Regions from separate parts of the Gasterosteus aculeatus genome. Here region 2 is linked to region 1. Evidence: chromatin contacts called from public Hi-C data. All regions are on one chromosome and are shown on one strand. The core of a region is the stretch at or near the end of the contact, and the rest is flanking DNA. Distances in the headings are between cores, read along the strand shown.

Evidence for each region. A called contact is a pair of places that touch in the nucleus more often than the background predicts.
Region 2: a Hi-C map of skeletal muscle shows a contact between it and region 1, with 3 times the contacts expected there. The contact joins the promoter of LOC120820037 here to the enhancer-like site in region 1. A contact is called at or near these places in 3 of 6 Hi-C or Micro-C datasets (skeletal muscle and whole body).

The regions. Positions count from the first base shown.
Region 1 is chr1:2,387,307-2,394,242 of fGasAcu3.hap1.1, forward strand. It overlaps LOC120827251 (SPRY domain-containing SOCS box protein 4-like), which reads left to right. Exons shown (of 3, transcript XM_078107249.1): 3 at 3,254-4,232. The coding sequence ends at 3,381. LOC120828740 (calsyntenin-2) reads right to left here. Exons shown (of 17, transcript XM_078107278.1): 17 at 5,435-6,936. Among protein-coding and RNA genes, the nearest start is that of LOC120827251, 16 kb to the left of the region's middle. Within about 2 kb of position 4,480, at least 5 of the 9 cell types and tissues checked have open chromatin away from gene starts, as enhancers often do.
Region 2 is chr1:2,545,681-2,552,616 of fGasAcu3.hap1.1, forward strand. It overlaps LOC120820037 (retinol-binding protein 2), which reads left to right and starts at 4,095. Exons shown (of 4, transcript XM_040177662.2): 1 at 4,095-4,268; 2 at 5,177-5,355; 3 at 5,451-5,552; 4 at 5,857-5,991. The coding sequence starts at 4,196. The coding sequence ends at 5,910.

The DNA.
Region 1 (6,936 bases), core at 3,230-5,729:
GCTGCTGGTGGTGTTTTTAAGTCTACTTAAAGGTGTGGTCACCCGCTTTGCGCCACATGACCAGGAACTCCCAGGAAAAGCCCCGTCAGGATAAGAGCAGCAGAGTGGAGACGTAAAGAACCGCGTTGACTTTAATGAATCCGTCCTGTGTACGAGTGTTAAAAGGTGTGAAGGTGCTGCTGTGGGTGATGCGCATGCACTTTGTGTACTTATGGGGGAGCTGTGAAGACCAGCAGAGAATGCTTTAGGGCGGGGCTTACTGTGATTGACAGCCACCAGAGCGGAACGTCTTTCTTTCTCAGTGTTCCTCTCTGCTGCTCTTTCCTTTTGTCAGGGCGACACACACACACACACGTTTTAACAGCGAGGCACAGGACAGCGTGTGCGTGTGCGTGTGCGTGTGTGTGTGTGTGTGTGTTGACAGCAGGAATGCTGGACGACGTCCCAGTGTGCCTCTGAGCTCAGCGTCTGGCCCTCCGTAGTGGGAAACATTGGGGGGTTTAAGCTTTAAGAGGAACTGCTGCATATGTCTTTGTGTCTCCAGTGACATAACGCCACTTATCTAAAGCAGATTGTAAATTGGCTTATTTGATGAAATTGCACTTTCTTGTTTCTTGCCATTCTGAGTTTGCATCCCGACGGCTGAATGCACTTAGTCTGAGAAATCGCCTCAGGTAATGTCACTAGTTAGGTCAACTTTACATTGTTTATATATTTCTAACCTAACATTGTGGGCGATTTCGGTGAGGAGGAGGAAGAGGACAAGGTCTGTGGCTCAGCTGCATGGATTGTTGTTTCCTTTCTGTCGGCATCTTTCAGGGAGAATCCGGACTCTCTGGTCCCTCTTCAAACCACGACATGATCTCCATCCTCTCGGCCTCAAGTGCAAATCCAGACTTAAGCCAACTCATGAGCCCGAACCCTGCTGCCACGATACCCTCACACTCCCCCGTCCAGGGGATGCGGGCTTATTCAGCTCGCCTCATTGGCTAATGTACATCACATAGGAACCAATGAAACGATTCCTTTTAGAGGTCAATCGTTGTTTGGGTTTTTGGATATTTAGAATCATTCTGATCATATTCTTATCAATGACTCTTCCCTCTCACAGTGCGCGTTGAGCGCAGTCGGATTAACGCAGTCAATCCCCCCCCCCCCCCCCACCGAGCAGCAGGAGACCTGACTGATGGCCGTCCTGCTTTGGTGGGGGGGAAGGAATCACCGGTTCATTCAGTGATTGGTTTCCTCTCCCGAGTGGCTGGTTCCATTTGGACGCCCGCGGTTCCAATCTCACACACACACACACACACACACACACACACACACACACACACACACACACACACACACACACACACACACACACACACACACACACACACACACACACACACACACACACACAGAGTCCCCGACGCCCCCGACCTCCCACGGCTGGTCTCGCTTCCCTCCTCCAAGTTCCTATCTTATACATGATTGATCTAATTCAGTCCGTCCCTTTATAACGTCCCCCCCCCCCCCCACTTCCTCCCCTTTGACCCGTCGGTGAAATGACTTTGGGGACTTCACTGAATATGTAGGACGCACACCTGTGTTCTTAGAACTAGGCCAGACGGCCCGCCTGTGTGTGCGTTGCCATCGTGTATTCGTGGTCTCACCTCAGTGACTGCAGACACCCCCCCCCCCCTCGATGAAGTGTCTGACTGCCAGCCAGACGGCCTCTGCAGTCCAGCGGCGCGTCCTTAACCGCACTTCCCCACCCTCCAAAGACTTGAGAGGGCAGAGACGGGGACGAGGGATGACGATGGGGGACGGACTGAGGGAGGGACGGAGGGCTGCCATGTACGACGGCGATACGAGCCGGCGTTAAATAACTGAAAACCGTCTCTGCCAACGCCACGGCGCCACCCTCCATCCTGTCGGCGCCGGCTGTCATCCTCTTACTTCTGGCTCTTTTCTTTCCTCCTCGTCGGCGGCGATGATGCTGGCGGGTAAAACACGGAGGAAACGGGGAGTACGTGTTGTGCATAAACTACACGTGCTCGCTTAGTGGATCGTGCCCCTCCCACAGAACATGAACGCCCTCCACCAGAGAACCTGATGTCTCTGCCAGTGGATTCTGATCCCCTAGTTGAAAGCATCACGTCATATTCTAAGTCTGAATCGGGCGTTCGATGCTGGGGGGCCATGGCGTTGTCCCATGGCGGGACGAGCTGGTTACTATGGAAACTACCTATATGCGTAAGGTTAAGACTGATTAATTGCTGTGAGCTGATTTTTTTTTTTTTCCAGACTATCAGTAATCTCATGTATTTAGTTTCCCATTTTAGCAAAGCGATCTGAGCCAACCTGAAATCCCTTCTAGAGGCTCTTATTCTGAAATGCCCTTCCACAGGAAGTAAAGCGGATGTTGTTTCAGAACACCGAGCCGCCGCCTTGATGTGGTTTTAATATCCCCGGACCCCACGGGATCCGTTTTCAACGGCCTTTTCTTCGGTTTAATGCTGATTTTTAAAGTTTGACGCCGTGAACTATTGATGAAGCAGTTTCAGGGTCTTTTGTCAAAACGACGGCGCCATCAATAAATCATAGCATGAAGCCTCCGAGCGAGCCTGTGATGTCTCATGAATAAAACCTCTATGCAAACAGGCAGAAGCCAGTCAGGAGGGTGCATGTGCACGTGTGTGTGTGTGTGTGTGTGTGTGTGTGTGTGCGTGTGTGTGTGGCAGCAGCAGGATTTCAGCCCCACCAGATGGTGCCTCCAGGTGGAGCAGCTTGACATCACGGCTGTATGGCAGTTTAGAGTCTGTTTCTGTTGGGACACACAGACATCACTTGCCTCCACAGTTTGTGGGGGTGTTGTGTGTGTGTGTGTGTGTGTGTGTGTGTGTGTGTTGTGTTGCCACGTTAGTGCTGCTTCTCTCTCTGCTTGTAACACGCAGCCGAGGTGCTGATTAAATATTCTTGGTGTCACCGCACTTCTCCGTCACCAGGTGAAGGGAAGACATTCGACCCCCCCCCCAAAAGCCCGGCGGCCATTAGCCCGGCCTGGAACGGCCCCGAATGCACAGAACGGGTCTCCATGGCAACGTATACGCCACTGCTTCACGTGGCGCCAAGTCGCGCTGACCAGACGGATCCTTTGCGTGAGCCGCTGTTCAGGTGGAGGGGGAGAGCGTATGAACAGGCCTGTTTAAAAATGATGAATAAATATTCATGTGTCTCTCTGCCCCCCCCCCCCCCCCCCCCACAGCGGAGCCCCTCCCCCTCATGGACCTGTGCAGACGAGTAGCTCGACTGGCTCTTGGCAGAGAGCGCATCCATCACATCGACGGCCTCCCGCTGCCACAGACGCTGAAGAACTACCTCCAGTACCAGTGACCCCCCCCCCCCCCCCACACCACACACACACACACACACAGACACACACTGCGATGGGAGGGGCCGGGGGGTCTCCTCTGGGGCGCCGCGTTTTTATCTTCTGGTTTTGTTTCTTCTTCTTTTTTTAAAGCCGGTCAATGAAACGAGGGACGAACGAAGACGCCGTCTTTTCTGCACGCGCTGCTTCTGAGACCATGTTGGTGTTTATATTTATATTCCCAACAACACAGCGGGCCACGTGGGGGGGGGGGGGGGGGGGGCTGTGTTGGTGTGTACACGTGGATTACACAGTGTTTCATGTGTACACAAACACACTCCGCTGTCTTCAGTTGACAAGCAGGTGGTTTCCACCAGACCCCCCCCCCCCCTCCAGATCTCTGGCTCCTCATCACGTGCTGGTTTGATTTAAGCCTCCAGCATGTTTGAACGGGGGGGTGTCGCCTCTCTGGCTACTGTTAGATTACGATTCATCTGAAGGTTGAAGTTGTGTGTTTGTGCTCTGTGAGACGGAGACACACACACACACACACACACACACACACACACACACACACACACACAGAGTACATGTCAACACCTCTGGTATGTCTCGCCCCCCCCCCCTCCCCTCACACACACATCAAGTTTTTAATGCTGCTTTCCATCTTTTTATTCCACCGTTTTACACCCGTGTGGGTTTTTTGGGGGGTTTCATGAGATTTCTTTAGTGTTTACGTTCTTTTCTTCATTCCGCGGCTCGTGAGGTTTGTGGGTCTGCGGGACGTCGGCTCGCGGTCGGAAGTGTAAAGAACAACAAGTCCAATGTGCCGCCATGAGAATTTTTAAAATGTGAATAAAGAAACTCTGCTGAAGTCACCGTCTCGCTGTTGTTTTATACATTATAAATGAGATATTAAGGAGATCCTATTGCCCCCCCCTCACACTCCCGCCAGATGCTGGGTGGTTTTCAGTGTTGAGGCGAGATTAGCCAGCTGTAACCCCCCCCCCCCCTCCCCTTAAACACAGATTACTGTTGTTGAAATAACATGAATTGACGGTCCGCAAATGCATGAAACGCAATCACCTGTGAGCCGGTCTGCACGTAGTGACGTCACACGCGGCCTGGACTCGGGGGTTGATCAGCTGGTCGAGTGGGGATCAAGCGTTTGCCTCGTGACTGCCGCCCCCATGTGGCGACGCGCGCTCACTACAACAGCGCCGCTTTCGCGCGTGAGAGGACGACGACGACCGGACGTCTGTTCGAGGTGTCACTGCCGCTCGAGGCAGTGGGATCATAGGGGGGTTAATATATATATAATATATTATTAGTTGTTCAGTCCTGTCCTTGTGAAAGGCTTCGCAGGCATCGGTAAATACATGACGTCAGAGAGCTGCAGAGGCATGACGTCAGAGCCGTAGAGGCTCAATGCATTCAAATTGTGAAGGAATAAACGCACTCTAGTTGTGTCTCATGTGTTTGAATAACTTCAGACTAATAATCCAGTATTCACTGTATCAAAGGTGGATCCGCTCGGGATCCCGCGGTCTATTTCTGCGAGTCGAGGGTGGAGGTGACGGTGCCCCCCCCCCCCCCCCCTGTGTGCAGTGTTTCCAATGTCCGCTAGATGGAGACAAACTATTCATTATGGGTTCATAATCTCCTTCGTGTTTCCAGAGTTGATGTGTTTTTTAGACAAAATAAAGTATTCATTTTTTCAACATACTATCGTATGATTCTTCATTTGTACATTATTGACAATTACTATTGTCTGTTTTTAAAAATACTACTATAAATGATTTTTGACATATACCATATTATCTTATATGTATTTCTTATCACATGCTATAGGGAATATACAAAATAATAGGGTTTTTGCAGCGGTTGAACCAACTGCAGAAATAATTAATCACATGCTATAAATTAAAAGGAAACGTCTGACTTTTGGTTTAGCTGCAAAGAGCTTCTCCTCGCCCTTTTTATTCCCTTTTTATTGAAAGATGTAAGAACAGGAGAGTCTAATAAAACCAATTCATATGCAGCCTGATTCGTACACACGCACACACGAGCCACAGCTAGATTCCAAAACAAGTTTTTATTGGCCGATTTACAGAAAGTGCTGCAGTGACCATTCCAAAGAAAAGCCGACCAAAGAGTCCAGAGAAAAAAAGAACTTTTACACATTTCACAAGGTCTCCAAGTTAATCTCATCGTCCCCCTCTTCTAGAACCAACGTCAGGACAACAGAAGGGCTGATGCAAAATCCACCAGGGGAGGGAGGATGGGGGGGGGGGTGATGTCACAAGAACAGGTGAAACTCTTAAACAACACACGAGATCCTGACATGAAGACACACACACACACAGAGGAGGTTCTCCCAGCGGCTACACCACGTCAGAGCCCCCCAGGGTGCCAGAGGGGAATGCCCTTCTGATGTGAAGTCTCGGCCTGTGGGACAGCGGACGAAGAGGGTTCAAGTGCCGCCACGTTACTTTGGATCTACGTGTCCATTGATGCTGCACTTCACTCGGGGACAGAAGTTGTAGTTATTATACTTTATATTGATGTGATAGAAATAAATAGAGGCTTTATGTTTTAGACCTTAAAGTCTTCTATTAGATTAAATCTTTGATATAAAGGATTCTTTAAAAAAATAAAACTAACATTAATAATAAATAACATTTAAACAATTTCAGTAAAAATAAAACTAGAATAATTTGAGTTAAAATAAGGTTATTGTGATTGATTGATTGATTGATTTGCCCCCCTTCCATGCAGCATTAACGAGGTCTGAGACGTCTCACACGGGCGGTGGCACCTCCACCCTCACCGGCCGGGATGACCTGAACACCGGGAGAGAAACTGCCCCCCCACCAAAACATACAAACATGGTGAAGGGGGGCGTGTGTGCTGTGTACAGGTGGAGAGGACGCTTTCAGGGTGGAGAAGGTGGTGTCAGGGAGTGGGGTGACCTACTATACTCAATATTTACAAGGAGCGTATAAAAATGTACAAGGAGACTCCTGTTTACCCCCCCACCCAACAAAAAAAAACACCCCGGACCCCCGGGCTATATCACCATGACGACACCGATAAATGTTTTTCTTTTTTTTTTTTTGATTACCATTGAAAATATGCTATTTCTGAAAAATCCCCTGGCTGCGCCTCGTAGGCTGATAAATAACATGAAGTATACAAACCAAAAAATAGTCTGTTTCTTTACTCTTGCAACTCAGTTTTCTTAAATAAACGTTTATAAATCTCCCCGTGGAACACGTGACATTAAACTGAACATACATAGCAGGGTTCAATCGACAAAATGAGATTTAAAGAACTACATTTCACTAAAGACTGCGACGGGACAGAGGTGCTTTTAGGGTGCGCCCTTATTTTGGTGAGCTGTCCCCTTAAGACGGATAAAAGTCATTTGACAGACGAGCGGTTTTAGTTTTGTGTCTTTTTTGATCAGCTGTATAAAATGTGATTAGTTTTTGTTGTTAAATCGTTGTGTTGCAGTGGCGTCTTCCAGCAGGGGGCGCTGTGACCTCATTTTTAGAGCATCAACATTACATAGTCTT
Region 2 (6,936 bases), core at 2,845-5,344, 160 kb after region 1:
AGAGCTTCCCGGCCTCCCTCAATCAGTTGCTCGTGTTTCTGTGGAAAACAAGGTCCCGTTCCGACCGTACGGGATTACCGAGAGGAAAACATGAAATATTCAACATAGTCGTCCCTTTCTTCCACCCTCTCTGTTTCCCAACTCGAACGAGACAAACAGCGAGAGCTTAAAGTGTGTTTTCCTCCTCTCCATTATGTGGATGTCCCCTTTCCCCCCGTTGGCGGGGGGGGGGGGGGGGTGAGGGGGGGACCGGTGAGCAATCGCCGGGGCTCAAATTGGACGGAGGTCGGCGCGCGGCGGGATTTCCTCCTGGGGGCCGGGATGTCACGCGTGGAGCTGGAACATGGGATCTGATTTCCGCTCCGCGCGGGGGGGAGAGTTGGAGAAGAACGGCGGCCCGGCCCGGCGAGGCGAGGCGAGTGCGAGCAGCCGGGCCTCGGGGGCTTTCTCCCGGGGGTGATCGTGTCACAGGAAACGCCTCCGCGGGTGTGCTTTTGACCCGAGCGTGTTTTGGCGCCCACCTGGACGGGCCCCCGTCTAGTGACATGGAGGCGGTCGGCACTCAGCATGCGCAGAAGGCACGAACAAAATGGACCGACACTCAACCGGCTTTCGTCCTCCGGTCTGGGAGTTTCTTGGGTGAGGAGGCAAAAAAATACAAATTTCTGTGTGTGTGTGTGTGTGTGTGTGTGTGTGTGTGTGTGGCATGAATTCCTTCCATGGAGACTGACGCATGTAACGCCGCCGCTTCCACGAGGCAGATAAAAGCAGAACTCAGTGAATTGTGTGGGAACACCGGGGCCCTTTCAATCCTCTCTGCGGCATCCAAGCACGCAGCGAGACGCCGCGCCATTAAGAGTCCGCGGGGCGGGACGCGAATGCGTTACGGATACAGATGCGCCCGCCGCCGGAATCCACCGCACAGAGCGGACGTTTGTCTCCTCCAAGGATGGCGGTTAATCTGACCTTTGATGCTCCGATGGCAACGGGGAGGAGGAAGAGATGGGAGCGATGGGGAGGAGAGGGGGGGGGGGGGGTGTACAGACTGATGCACGGCTTTGAATGCGACGTTAATGAAGCAAATTGAATTGGATCACACAGGATATTGGAGGAGGAGGAGGAGGAGGAGGAGGGGGGGGAGCGCTGCATGAAAAGCTGGAAGCACGAGACATTACTGTGAAAAGCATAAGGCCGAGATGGAAAAAAACACTCAGAGGGGGGGGGTTGGAAAAGTCGTAGGAATCAGAGGCGCAGCTGCAGACACGATGTCTCTAAGGTTGCTTTGGGGGGGGGGGCAGGAAGTGCCATTAGGTGTGAATGAGGCAGACTTGAAAATAGATCCGCCGTCGTGCATTATTAAAACTTCCCTAATTGCATTTGCATAAGTCCACGAGAGGCTGCGCGCGTGCGTGCGGGGGCGCGCGCGCGGTCCGTCACACCGAGAGGATTACTTGCAAATTTTCTAAATCATCAAGTGCGGCTTCCAGCGCTCCCGTCCCGTACTGCTCCTCCTTAGACTCCCGCAGGCTCACCAGACGGAAGCAGAACCCGGGGGGGGGGGGGGGGGGGGGGGGGGGGGGAGACGCAGGGGGGAGAGAGGGAGACGGCGGGAGAAGTTCCCGCTCAGCAGATGGCTGCGTCGTCTCAACTTTGATCACAGAATAACGGGCCGCTGCTGCGCGCGGAGCACCGCGTCGTCCCGGGGAGCCTCCGCCTGTGTGCAGCAACATCGCCCCCGTGTGGTGGAAAGGAACGAGACGCGCATGTTCCACTTTATAGTCCCAACATGCACCTATTGGCCATGAAGTAGCATCATTAGCATCGTGTTTTGTCACCCGTGCAGGTCTGGATCATAGACTGTGGACGTGGTCATCACGAGGTGGAGAGAGTACTGAAAATACTGTTACCTTGCTTACATTGTACTCAATTACAAGTAAAAGTACTATTGTTAAAATAATACGTTGTAGAAGTACTCTTTTACTACTACTACTACTTAGAGTACAAATTACTTTTTAACCGATGGATGTTTTATTGCATCGTTAGCAGGCATTCGATGTATAAAATTCAAATTTAAAGCACATTTCTGAGATGAACAATACAGAAAAATGACAGGCAATTTTACGGTGGGCGACACATGCAAACGCGTGCAAACGGCAAAACACGTGCAAGAGAGAAACGCTCTAAGGGGTCTCGACCTGTAGGACAGTGGATGGACGGTGGGACGTTCTTTTCTTCATTATTTTCCGTGGTCACTTCTGTCTCCATTTTGGCTTCTTTCTCAAATTCTCAGTCCGCATTTTACACCGCTGTGTATTTTACATTTGCCCGCTGCAGCAGCGAGTTGGCCTTTGCTTATATTACATCCTATAATCTGACAGCCAATAAGGATTTGCATTGAAAAAAAAAAAAAATCTGACGGTTTGAATATTATTTTAAATTGTGGACGTACTCAATAGCAACTTTTGATTGTAAAAGTAGATTACATGGTGTAAATTGTACTCGAGTATGGGTAAAATTACACACTTGAAGAAAATACTCAAGTAAAGTACAGGTACCCAAAAATTCTACTTAATTACAGTAAAGTGAGTATTTGTAATTCGTTACTTCCACTTCCTGATCACCAGTGACTTTTTGAAGCTGCTGTCGCCATCAGGGCTAATAAATAGACCTAATAAAATGAGTAATTATCCTCACGCGTATTCCTGCAGATTAGGCTAATTCATTGAAAAATTGTCGACAGATTCTGTGCAAGACAGTTAGACATAGCTGAGAGAAATGCTAAGTGAAATGTTTTAGTTTAGCTATAGAATCTTCAAATTTCGCGGTCAAGGTCAAATATATTAGTTGTTTACTTTCACGATGAGCATCATGTCCTGCTGTCGCATAGAAAACGTGAGCGGGGAGCAAAGCTGTTGCTTCACTGAATGGGCCTATAAGCTTAATCAATTATTTGACGTCATGAAAGGTGTAGAGTAGCCTGTAAGCGAAACACACTGTGAACATAGATTATTTGAAAACAAGTCAGTAAAAGTACTGTAAAAAGGAGACTGCATGTAGATAGTTCTTAATCTGCAATTGTGTTGTGTTGACATACTTTTCTTTACTGTTTTCTTAAATTGAATAAACTACAAACTACTAACACATTTATTCATTGCCATTGATTGTATATGACTTTTACTGATAACATAATGCAATACAGCCAGGACAGCCTTACAGAGTCGCGACGCTTTGTGTTGCGTTGCTTCGCATCGCGTCGAGGTCTGTTTGATCACAAAATTCAGAGTTTTCCCACCTCTAATTTTCCCACCACAGCACTGGTCGCCATCTTGTTTTGTTTTTTTGTCTCATTAATTGGCTTGAGTAGATCTATCTGCGGCTGAAAACAAGCTCTTTAAATGACCCCTTCCCTCTGCTGTTAATATAAAAATAGTTATTAGCGTACTTGGAATTATTCAATACATTAATACATTACTACATTACGGCCGAAGGGTGCAATACGGCCATTGGCTGCAAATAAGAGATAACTTTCTGCGAATCAGCGCATCTTATCAGCTCCGATAAAACATAACACACTCGGCGCACCTCACCTTTGACCCTCCACATGCCACCACATGCCTCCTCAAGGTCAAGCGGGTCAGTACGAGCACTGCAGCTGCACTTTTGTGATTTTCTTTGAAAGAAGACTGCATCGATCGACGCATTACAACTCATTTCCGGAACATGAGTAATGAAGTAAATTATAGTAAACTCGTCAAAAAAAACATCAGCCCCCCACCCCCCCACCCCCCTCAGACAGAAATCTGAAGGAATGAACCGAGGTGTTCTGTTATCAGCTGGTAATCAGCTGTCACCCCCCCCACCTTCCTCTCCATCCTCCCTCCATCGCAGAGAGTGATCGCTGAAGGCCGGACGGGAGGAAATGGGAGATTGTGAGAGGAAGACTCTCTGAGTGCATCCGAGAGCGTAATATGGGAAGTACATGAAGCCTGGAATCGTTATCGTACAAACACACACACGCACACACACACACACACACACACACACACACGCGCACTATTCTGAGTAAGATTATCAGGCGGACCCTGTCCTTTGGCACACACACACACACACACACACAAACTGCAGCGTATATAAAGGGTTGAGCATGAGCGGCCTCTTACAGTGAAAGCTTCCACCTCAAAACCACTAAACGAAAATGCCCGCCGACTATAACGGACGCTGGGAGATGGTGAGCAGCGAGAACTTCGAGGACGTCATGAAGGCCCTCGGTGAGTTGCCCCCCCCCCCCCCCCCCCCCCGCGCAGCACGGTAATGCAAAGAGACGGCGGTTTGTAAGCCTCAAATCAGGGGTCAATTGGGAGGCTGCGTTTAGGCAGGAGGGCCGAGCAGAACGTTTGGAGCGAGAGAGAGAGAGAGAAGGGGACGAGGAATTCTGTGGCACCGCTTTCATTTCCTCATCGAACTGCTGTCGGGCCGAGTTAACCTCCCCCCCCCCCTCCCAAGAGCGGCTGCCGTCTGTTATGGCGCCAAATAAGTATTGATTCACTGCTTTCCGCATTTCATCCTCCTGATCCGCGGGAAAAGGAAGACGGATCCCGACCCCCCCCGGAATCAGGCAGCGGGCCAGGTCGTCGTTAGAAAGATAAAATAAAATAAGAGGAAGGGAGCGGGAGAGGGACGATTGACAGGCGCTCCTCCATTGTGACGCGCCGATGATGGAGGGGGCCCCGGGAACACTTTCATTATTCACGACTCAATCTGCAATTCATAAAACAGCCCCGGTGCACTCGGCTCACACGGAGAGCCCGAAAACCTCCCTCCTCATTTCCATCGAGCGGATTGGAAAATGACATCCTTATGGAAATGGGTCAAAAACATTATTTAGATGGGTAAATACGGGGGCCTCATCTGTAAGAGCGATAGGAGGAAATTGAATTTTCAGGTTAAGGCAAATGGGATATGAATATCTGAGCGGCCGGGGTGGCTCTTAAAGGGCCGGCGCGGGGGAACCCGTTTGACTCGGAGCGAGGTCATTTTTTAAAGGGCGACTGAGACTGTCGAGAAGGACCAGCGGGGGAAGGAGCACAACAAGCGGCCCCGCGGGCGCCGCCGCGTATGCGGGAAACAAAATAATCCCCCCGTTTCCTCTGACCACCGTCCGTTTGGCGCTTTGCAGACATCGACTTTGCCACCAGGAAGATCGCCTGCCACCTGCACCAGACCAAAGTCATCGTCCAGAACGGAGACAGGTTCGAAACAAAGACCCTGAGCACCTTCCGGAACTACGAGGTGGACTTCACCGTGGGGCAGGAGTTTGAGGAGCAGACGAAGGCCCTGGACAACCGGAAGGTCATGGTGGGTGTTTTTCTTGTGTCCGCAGTTATTCTCGTTTTTTTTTTTTTTCCTCTCGAGTGAACAAGCATCAAAAGTGTTTGTGTGCTGCCGTCAAGACGCTGGTCACCTGGGACGGGGACCAGCTGGTGTGTGTCCAGAAGGGCGAGAAGGAGAATCGTGGCTGGAAGCAGTGGATCGTTGGAGACCTGCTACACGTGGTGAGAGAACCGAGGGACGAGGAAGGGGGGGCAATGATCCGATGGTGTTTGACGGGAAATCAGATCCAAATTCAGTCACTCCAGTACGCAGCCACAAAGATTCACAAAGATATTGGATGTACTGGAGTACTTCCCAACCATCGATAATTACATCAGACTATCGCAGGAACAATAAACAAGAGAATGTGTCGCTATCTGGAGCGAACAGATGTGAGCTCAGCCCGGATTGTGTAAGAAGGACGCTTGTTTGCTGACGTTGGGCTCGCCGGTCTAAAGGTCTTCATCTCTTCTCTCTCTCCCTCAGGAAATCACCGTGCTCGACAAAGTCTGCCGCCAAGTGTTCAAGAAGGCCCAATGAGACCAAGGAGACCCTCATCTGCCAACGACTGCCTGTTTATAATGTGATAGCGGAGACCTGTAATAAATGGATTGAACACCATTGTTGTTTTCCATCCATCCATCCATCTCCAGCCGCTTGGTCGGGTCGCGGGGGGCAACAGGGGAACCCAAACCTCCCTTTCCCGGCTCTGACTGGGGGATCCCAATTGTTGTTTTGTAGTCCCGTTCTTCTTCGCAGGACCACTCAGGCTGCATCGGTGGTTGTGGTGTGTGTAGAATTTTGGGAGAAAAACAAATTAAATTCATGTAGTACCAGTGAAAGGTTTTGTTCAATTTAATGTCCAAACCTTTTACTATATAGAGTTTTCTTAGAGTGACGATGATCAAATGATCATAAGAGGTTTACATTACACATTTTTATGGAGCCAAATCAAAAATGTCGATCACTTGAAAAACAAATGGTCGTCTTGAACATTGAAAAATGCAATGTATTCAAAATAAAGTGTACATTTTTGGGTTGAATATTTCAATTTCATTGCCTATATATACAGGGTTCTTACACATTTTGACCAATGAATTTCCATGACTTTTCCATGACTTTAAACCAAATTCCATGACCAAATATTTAGTGAAATTTCGGTATATACACATGAAAAATTGAGAAAATGTAGTGTTCAAACTAACAATGAGGATTGTAAATAAAATGACATAGGCCCTTTGAGTCAACACGCTGGACAACGTTAGACTCTTGGAGTGGGGCGCGAGCCCAAACGAGCAGAGATAGGAGCATTTGCTTTCGCCACAAGCAAATTGCGCCGCGATCTGGCTATGAGGGAACATCCGGCGAAAGAGCTGACTGACATCTTCGGATGACTTAAAAGAAAAATGCGAATTGGCAACCTTCAGTGCCCACATTACCTCCGCGGTGAGAATGTCATTTTTCGTAACCGCGCCATCGTTTAACGTCGTCTGCTTGTTGGCCGAAGCAAGCGGCGCACTCGGCGTAGCACTTGCCGTAGCCGCTGTAGCGAAATGGACGGAGGTT